Linked DNA regions of Mus musculus: region 2 is linked to region 1. Evidence: chromatin contacts called from public Hi-C data. All regions are on one chromosome and are shown on one strand. Each heading gives the region's core, a stretch centred on a gene start, on an enhancer-like site or on the middle of the called end of the contact. The rest is flanking DNA. Distances are from core to core; before and after follow the strand shown. Region 1 holds the start of Gpr174 (G protein-coupled receptor 174). Region 2 has its middle 70 kb from the start of Gpr174.

Evidence for each region. A called contact is a pair of places that touch in the nucleus more often than the background predicts.
Region 2: a Hi-C map of B cells shows a contact between it and region 1, with 2.4 times the contacts expected there. The contact joins the enhancer-like site here to the promoter of Gpr174 in region 1. A contact is called at or near these places in 1 of 39 promoter capture datasets (the C10 cell line), 1 of 15 datasets of contacts at CTCF or cohesin (CD8 T cells), 11 of 484 Hi-C or Micro-C datasets (B cells, CD4 T cells, the HPC-5 cell line and 6 more), 2 of 115 datasets of contacts at active chromatin or transcription factors (CD8 T cells and memory CD8 T cells) and 4 of 9 other capture datasets (adipose tissue, liver, macrophages and 1 more).

What each region holds. Positions count from the first base shown.
Region 1 is chrX:107,254,363-107,257,720 of GRCm38.p6, forward strand. Gpr174 (G protein-coupled receptor 174) reads left to right here and starts at 1,516. Exons shown (of 5, transcript NM_001358747.1): 1 at 1,516-1,754; 2 at 2,034-2,137.
Region 2 is chrX:107,324,546-107,327,903 of GRCm38.p6, forward strand. No RefSeq gene overlaps it. Among named protein-coding and RNA genes, the nearest start is that of Gpr174, 70 kb to the left of the region's middle. Within about 2 kb of position 1,721, at least 63 of the 459 cell types and tissues checked have an H3K27ac peak or open chromatin away from gene starts, as enhancers often do. A contact at or near this core is called in B cells, CD8 T cells, Th1 cells and 4 more, where this site is marked.

The sequences.
Region 1 (3,358 bases), core at 266-2,765:
AGATACTTATCACATTCATGTTGTCTTGTATTTGAGAAAATTTCAAAATACCTTACCTGTCTGATGAGACTGCAGAAAGCTGCTGGAGCTGGCAGCCTTTCCTTCCCCATCATCTTACCTCCCATCCTTTGCTCACCATTTTGTTCTCCCCACCTCTTTTTGATCTACTGTGTTTACACATAGCAAGGATTCAGTATGTCTAGAATAGAATGAAGTAAGCCTATGGGAGGGCTGAGATCATTGCTGTGGAAAATCCACTTTAAATAAACAAGAAAAGTATCCCTTATGGCATCCCAGATCCCAGAATACAAAGTAAAAAGCTAAAGTAGGGGTAACATATTTCATTCTTCTGTACCCATATCTTGGTTAATGCATATTTTGATTACTCCTATATATATATATATATACTGAAATTCTATCCCTATATATATATTTGACACTAGAGATCATTGGCATTGTAACAAGTCTTGAGCAGATCAGTTTTCCCATTGGTCTGTCTCTAGGTTTATAATATATCCCACTCCTGCTACAAATTTCTTTCTAGTTTGAATTAATATATTCACCAAAGTTTCTTAATAAGACTATTTTTCTATTTTTGAGCATTAAAAATTTAAAATCAAGATCTCAGAAATGTTTACTTCCAGAAGACCAACTAATCTCTCAAGCTCAGTATAAGAGTCCTTTGAGGCAGAAGGCCTTCACACACTCCCTAAACTACACCATACAGGTTATGTTCAAGCCTGAGACTGAACTTGCACTAGCCTTCATCTCTCTTATGGCTTAAGTGGAAACTTTGTTTGCTCTGATATGGAATGACTAGTCAGGGTTTGCAGATTTCCTCCTCCTCATCTTCCCATGTTGGTGTGGAAAGTGTTTGATGCTTCATGAAGTGTGGCGCTGGGCTTAGATACTGGGCTTACATTCCTTGGAACATCATCCTCAAGAACCTGAGGAACTGTCTATATTTTACATAAAACTGGCCCCATTTGACTGGAAATTCTCTAACCACTAGGAGGAAATGGAGGCCTATCTACACTTTCTGATCACAGGGACACTGAGGAAAACAAAGAATGGTGAACAGGAAGTTAAAAGGTGATTATAATTCAAAATATCTCTTAAGAAGTAGAGTATTTATTTCAGTGTCAATGTCACAGGCTTGTATATTTAGGAATGTTCTAGGCAGAGATCATTCTCTCCCTGACATTTACTATTAGAATCTACCGTATACTTAGAGAAATGTCCATTTAAATACTGAAACAAAAGTGCAGAGCTGGGGAAAGGCATCATACTGAAGGTTGTGTTGGTCTGGTATCTATAAAAGGGACCAGAAGGCACCTAGCTTCTTCTGCAAATGACTCAGTTAACAGTCTCAGTGTTATCTCAGACTCAAAGCTCAGTGCAACCACAAAACTAGAAGACAATTCTGTGTGACCCTATAATTAGAAAGGAGTGTTTCTTCTGCTAAATATGAAGCTTTGCAGGCACTATGTTCAGCCTGTTGAATAGCCTTGTATCATTAATGAGAAAGGAGAGAGAGAGAGAGAGAGAGAGAGAGAGGGAGAGAGAGAGAGAGAGAGAGAGAGAGAGAGAGAGAGAGAGAGAGAGAGAGAGAGAGAGGAGGGAGGAAAGGGGAAGGGAGGGAGAGAGAGATCTGCTCACCCACTTGAAAACGGAAATCTTCAATGTATTCAGAACAGCTTGCATATTTCACTCTGACAACTCACTACCATATTTTCCAACATGGTAGTGGTTTGGTAATCCTGAACTTTTTTAAACCTGCCTTTTCCCCTTTTCCCTTCATCATTTTTCTATTGTTACATCTCTCTCTCTTCTCTCTCTCTCTCTTCTCTCTCTCTCTCTCTCTCTCTCTCTCTCTCTCTCTCTCTCTCTCTCTCTCTCTCTCTCTCCTTCCCTCCCTTCCTCCCTCCCTCCCTTTCTTCCTCCCTCCCTCCCCCTCTTTCCCTCTTCCTCCCTCTTCTCCTTCACTGCTTTTTTGGGGGAGAGTAAATGAAGATTGGATTGGTTGTTTTCAGAAAACGGAGCTGGATCAATGCACAGATCAGTAGCATCCTCATTGGAGTGGCTGTCACATGAATTCTTTGGAGACTTCTGGAGAAAAGAGAAAGAAACTGAAACGGTAGGCTCCAAATTGTTAATGAATAATTAGCTCTGATATGCCTTTCACCCTTGATATCTAGAATTGGACAGTTGGCACCAGGTTCTAGCTAATCTGTCAGATCTAAATAGTTATGAATATAATGAATTTGGACCATCCACAAAGGTCATTTTCTTGGAATTTGCACAAGCAAAAATAATTATATGATTGTCTGCTTCAGGTGGGAAGAAGAATATAGCTTCAAACTTGGTAAAATGTAAGTTTGAAATGGAATATTTCTTTGTGTAATAATGTATTTAGCACAACTGATACCAGACAAAATAGGACTATAAATATTTGTAATTTAACCTAGCTTGCATTAAGAAAGATTACTTGCAGAAACATACGGGGATATTTTCATCTATATTTTGCTATAATATTTTGGTGATGTTTTTTCTTAAACTGTTGAAAGATAAAAAATAGTTGATTCATTGCCTCTTTCAAAATGCTTTCGAAAATGATAAGTACAGTATCTCAAGATGTTAAGCAGCATGAATTCATTCTCCTCTCTGTGTGAGTTACATATTTTTATTGTAGAAGTAAAGTATAGTTATAAGTAACTTTAGAGAGATTCTACTATCAAAAGAGCAGTCTAGAAGAAAAGATGTATTTATAAAGTGAGAGGAGGAAAATAAGAAACACAAACAGGCACAGCTTTTCTGCTTCTTTTAGATAAACTATACTTATCAGAGCAACACTAGTACAATAAAAACAACAAAAAGGGTTTAATTTATATTTCTGATCAGTATAATTGAATTAACTTGTTTTCTACAAAATGTAAGTGCGTTGCTTATAAATTTTTTTGTTTATTTTTTTCTTGATTGGAAATATAAAGAAAGATGCCTTGTGACTTTAGACAAATATGAAGCTATCACTGGTATACAACTATTAGGAGCTGTATCCAGAGATTTAAAAATAAATAAATAAAAGGTGAATTCCTATCTGAGGTGAGGGAAGGGATGCAGAGGAATGTGGAATATGACCAAGGATTGGACCCCAAATAGGTATCTGCTTGCTTTGCTGTAAAGATTGAGGTTCTTTGATTTGCTTTTATACTGGTGTGATCTTCCATGGAAGTAAAGTTATAATGTTATTGAACAAGCAAAAGTGGCTACTTCAGAGAGCTTTAGTCATTCAGCCGAGAATATTTCTTTCCTCCAGCTTTTGTAAACTTCAGCTATTCAGGAAATGCATCCATCTTAT
Region 2 (3,358 bases), core at 471-2,970, 70 kb after region 1:
CCCATGGCTCCAGCCACATATGTAGCAGAGGATGTCCTTGTAGGACAATGAGACGGGAGGCCCTTGGTCCTGTGAAGGCTTGAAGCCTGTGTAGGGGAATGCTAGGGCGGTGAGACAGGAGTGGATGGGTGGATGGAGAGCACCCTCATAGAAGCAGGGGAGGGGATAGGGAGTTTGTGGATAGGAAACTGGGAAGGGAAATAACATTTGAAATGTAAATCAATAAAATAAACAATAAAAAACAATTGGTGAAGAAATTTTAGTAATACAGACACTCATTTACTCTGATATAGGTGTGAAATAAATGATGTGGATTTTGCTTTAAAGTTCACATCAGCCCATGAAAGGAGCATACACTTACTTGCTAGCTTCCATAAGTCTGTAATCACCTATAAGCATTTATTGTCACCCATGATTTCTTATGGTACTCTAGAGGCAACCATGTTCCCTGGAAACTGGTATATCAGAATTTTTTGAAATATTTAAACCTCATACTCATCAATTTAGAAATAATTCCAAAATAGAGAATAAAAGTTATTTGCCTACACTGGATAGTGATAAAGATGATGATCATGATTATGAAGAAGAACAAGATAACAGTGGTGGTAGTATTTAATATTTAAACCTTACTATCCTGCTTTGGACCAAATATATCATAATTCATTAAATTTCCACATGGCCACATAAGATGTATGGCCTATTGCTATAAAAATTTTATAAAAAGAAAAATATTGATACAAAAAGGAAATTAAGTAAAATTTCCAGTACACTACTTATTTGTACAAACAACTACTAGTGATCTGAGCTGTAATTAAGATCCTTGGCAGTCTGTCTGAGCCTAGCAGGTGGCCTGAGGGAACACCTTAGTTAGTGCTAGTGCTTAGTTAAACCAGAACTCAAAAAGAAGTTCTTAACTACATGACTATTGTTTTTCCTCTCCTGTGTTTTGGCCAAATCAGAAGTTTCCTTGTACTACCAAAGAAATGTGGTGACTACTTTTAAAGGTTTATGTGCAAAGATAATGGTGTTTTTCTAGAGATAAGTGTGTTGATGCAGGCTGCAGCCAGCAAAATCTGCTTAACACACAGAATCCTTAGAACCACACAACTTCATTAAGGGAAAAGCATTAAATCAAGGGGATGAGTCTGTTGGGGGAAGAGTTTAAAGTTGACTTTTAGTCAGAATGACCACTTGACATACACAAAAACATGTCATTTGTCATTGAAGAAGAAAGCCAGAGCTAGAACAACTCTTTTGTGAGTTGGTTTCTGTATGTCTCATCTCAAGATCTCTTAAGCGGCTGTTTCCAAAGACACCCACACTTCAGTTTCCCAGCTTAACCACATTCAAACAAGAACACAGGTCTCGCTTGCGGCAGCTGTGAGGTGTTGTACCATGTGTCTAACAGGCATGGCTTATCTGCCTTCTATGTATGCAGCAGGGTTTAGGTTTGCATTTTTTTTAATGTAATGAGACATTACCTGAAAGACTCCTAGGAGTTACAAATCTAAAAATAAAAAGAAAGAAACACACACACACACACACACACACACACACACACACACACACGCGCGCGCACACACACAGTGATCTACAGGAAGCAAGGCAAAAATGGAAAAAGAAAGAAGAAAGGAGGAGCAACTGTTTTATGTCTTGGGCTGTTGGGTGGGGGTGGTGCTTGACTGTTCCACAAGTGCAAAATGAAAGCGCTTGCTTTTATGCTCTGGCTTTGGGTCTCTGGGGACCCACAGGGGAAGGTGGTAGATATTGTGTGGGAGTCTGTGAATACACTGAAGAAGTCTAAAAAAAAATCAATGAAAACTTAAGTCATGAGACTTCCTCTCCTCTCCTCTCCTCTCCTCTCCTCTCCTCTCCTCTCCTCTCCTCTCCTCTCCTCTCCTCTCCTCTCCTCTCCTCTCCTCTCTTCTCTTCTCTTCTCTTCTCTTCTCTTCTCATCGACCTCCTTTTTCACTCTCTAAAGTATTTGTACATACCCAGAATAGAAAATATAATGGGTTACGCACACCTCCCTGAATAAACAAATGCACAAGTGTGGAAGGATTTCTTTAAATTCAATGTAATCAAATAAAAATTATCCCAGACACAGGTGAAACCTGATTTCATGATGAAAAATTCTGTGTGTGAAAGGCGTACAATCATCAAACTTATGAGTTGGGGGGGGGAGGGTCTATCATTACATTTTACAGATAAAAAAAATAGAGGCATAAACATTGTACAACTTGACAGAAGTCACAACTGGGAAAAAAATGAAAATCAATTTTTGACCCCAGACAATCTACCAAGGTTGGGGCTTTTAGCCACTACAATTAATAATGACTCTGAGTATGAGTACAGGAGGAAAAAGTTGAGTACTAATCTATCTTGAGGTTTTGTTTTCCTCTACTACATCTGGTGGAACCTTTTGTTGTTTTGGTTTTTTGTTTGTTTGATTGTTTGGGTTTTTGATACTGTCTTTTGTCTGTGGATAGGTAAGTTGGATGTAAGATATTGGAGATCTTTTATATTTAAAGTTAGTGTAAATAGGCGTGTTTAAAAGCCATCATTATTTACTGACGCAATGAAAACTTTATAACAAACTATTCAGCAGCAGACTATTCCTTTGGCTTTAGTCATTAACTGTTAAAACAATGCATGGTCTGGAGCATACATTGGAATGTACTTCTTCAAAAAGAGAAAAGTGATGTTCAGAATCTTTTTTGGATAGCACTACTTCAACCACGTTTTCCTGGTTTCGTCTTAGTTATTATGCCCTGCCACAGAGAAACAATCCTGTATCCTACAAAGGGCTAAAACCAAGTTTTGACTGCTAGTGTACAGTTTGCTGTTGCCAGAATAAAGTATATTTTTACTTTTATAATCTTACACTTGCATATTGTATTGACATCATTTCCACTTTTTCAGGTTTCCTTTCCAATTTCTATAATTTCTTGTTTATTTCTTAGTATGTTTTGCCCAGTGAATTTTTCCTCAGCTGGTGGAGCCTCTACAAATTGTCATGTCCCTTCTTAAAGGTAACTCTGGACAAGAAAAATCTTATCACTTTTCATCAATTTTTTTCTTCAAAAATTACACTCAAGGAAATTGGAAATGTGTGAACTAAGCATGTTTACATTTTCATTTCAATACTTACCAAGGAAATACAGTAAAGTTACAGATAAAATGAAAACCTAGAGACAGGCAATTAATTCTGCTAGAAATTTTTTCTATTTTTATTACAATTGTAATGTACAAAGTAGTTAGGGTAAGCTGCCATTGTTTAAGGGTCAGCTTCATTGTTTACTACAATTATTATTAACTTTTATTTTATGTGCGGTATTTGATCACAAAATATAACTAT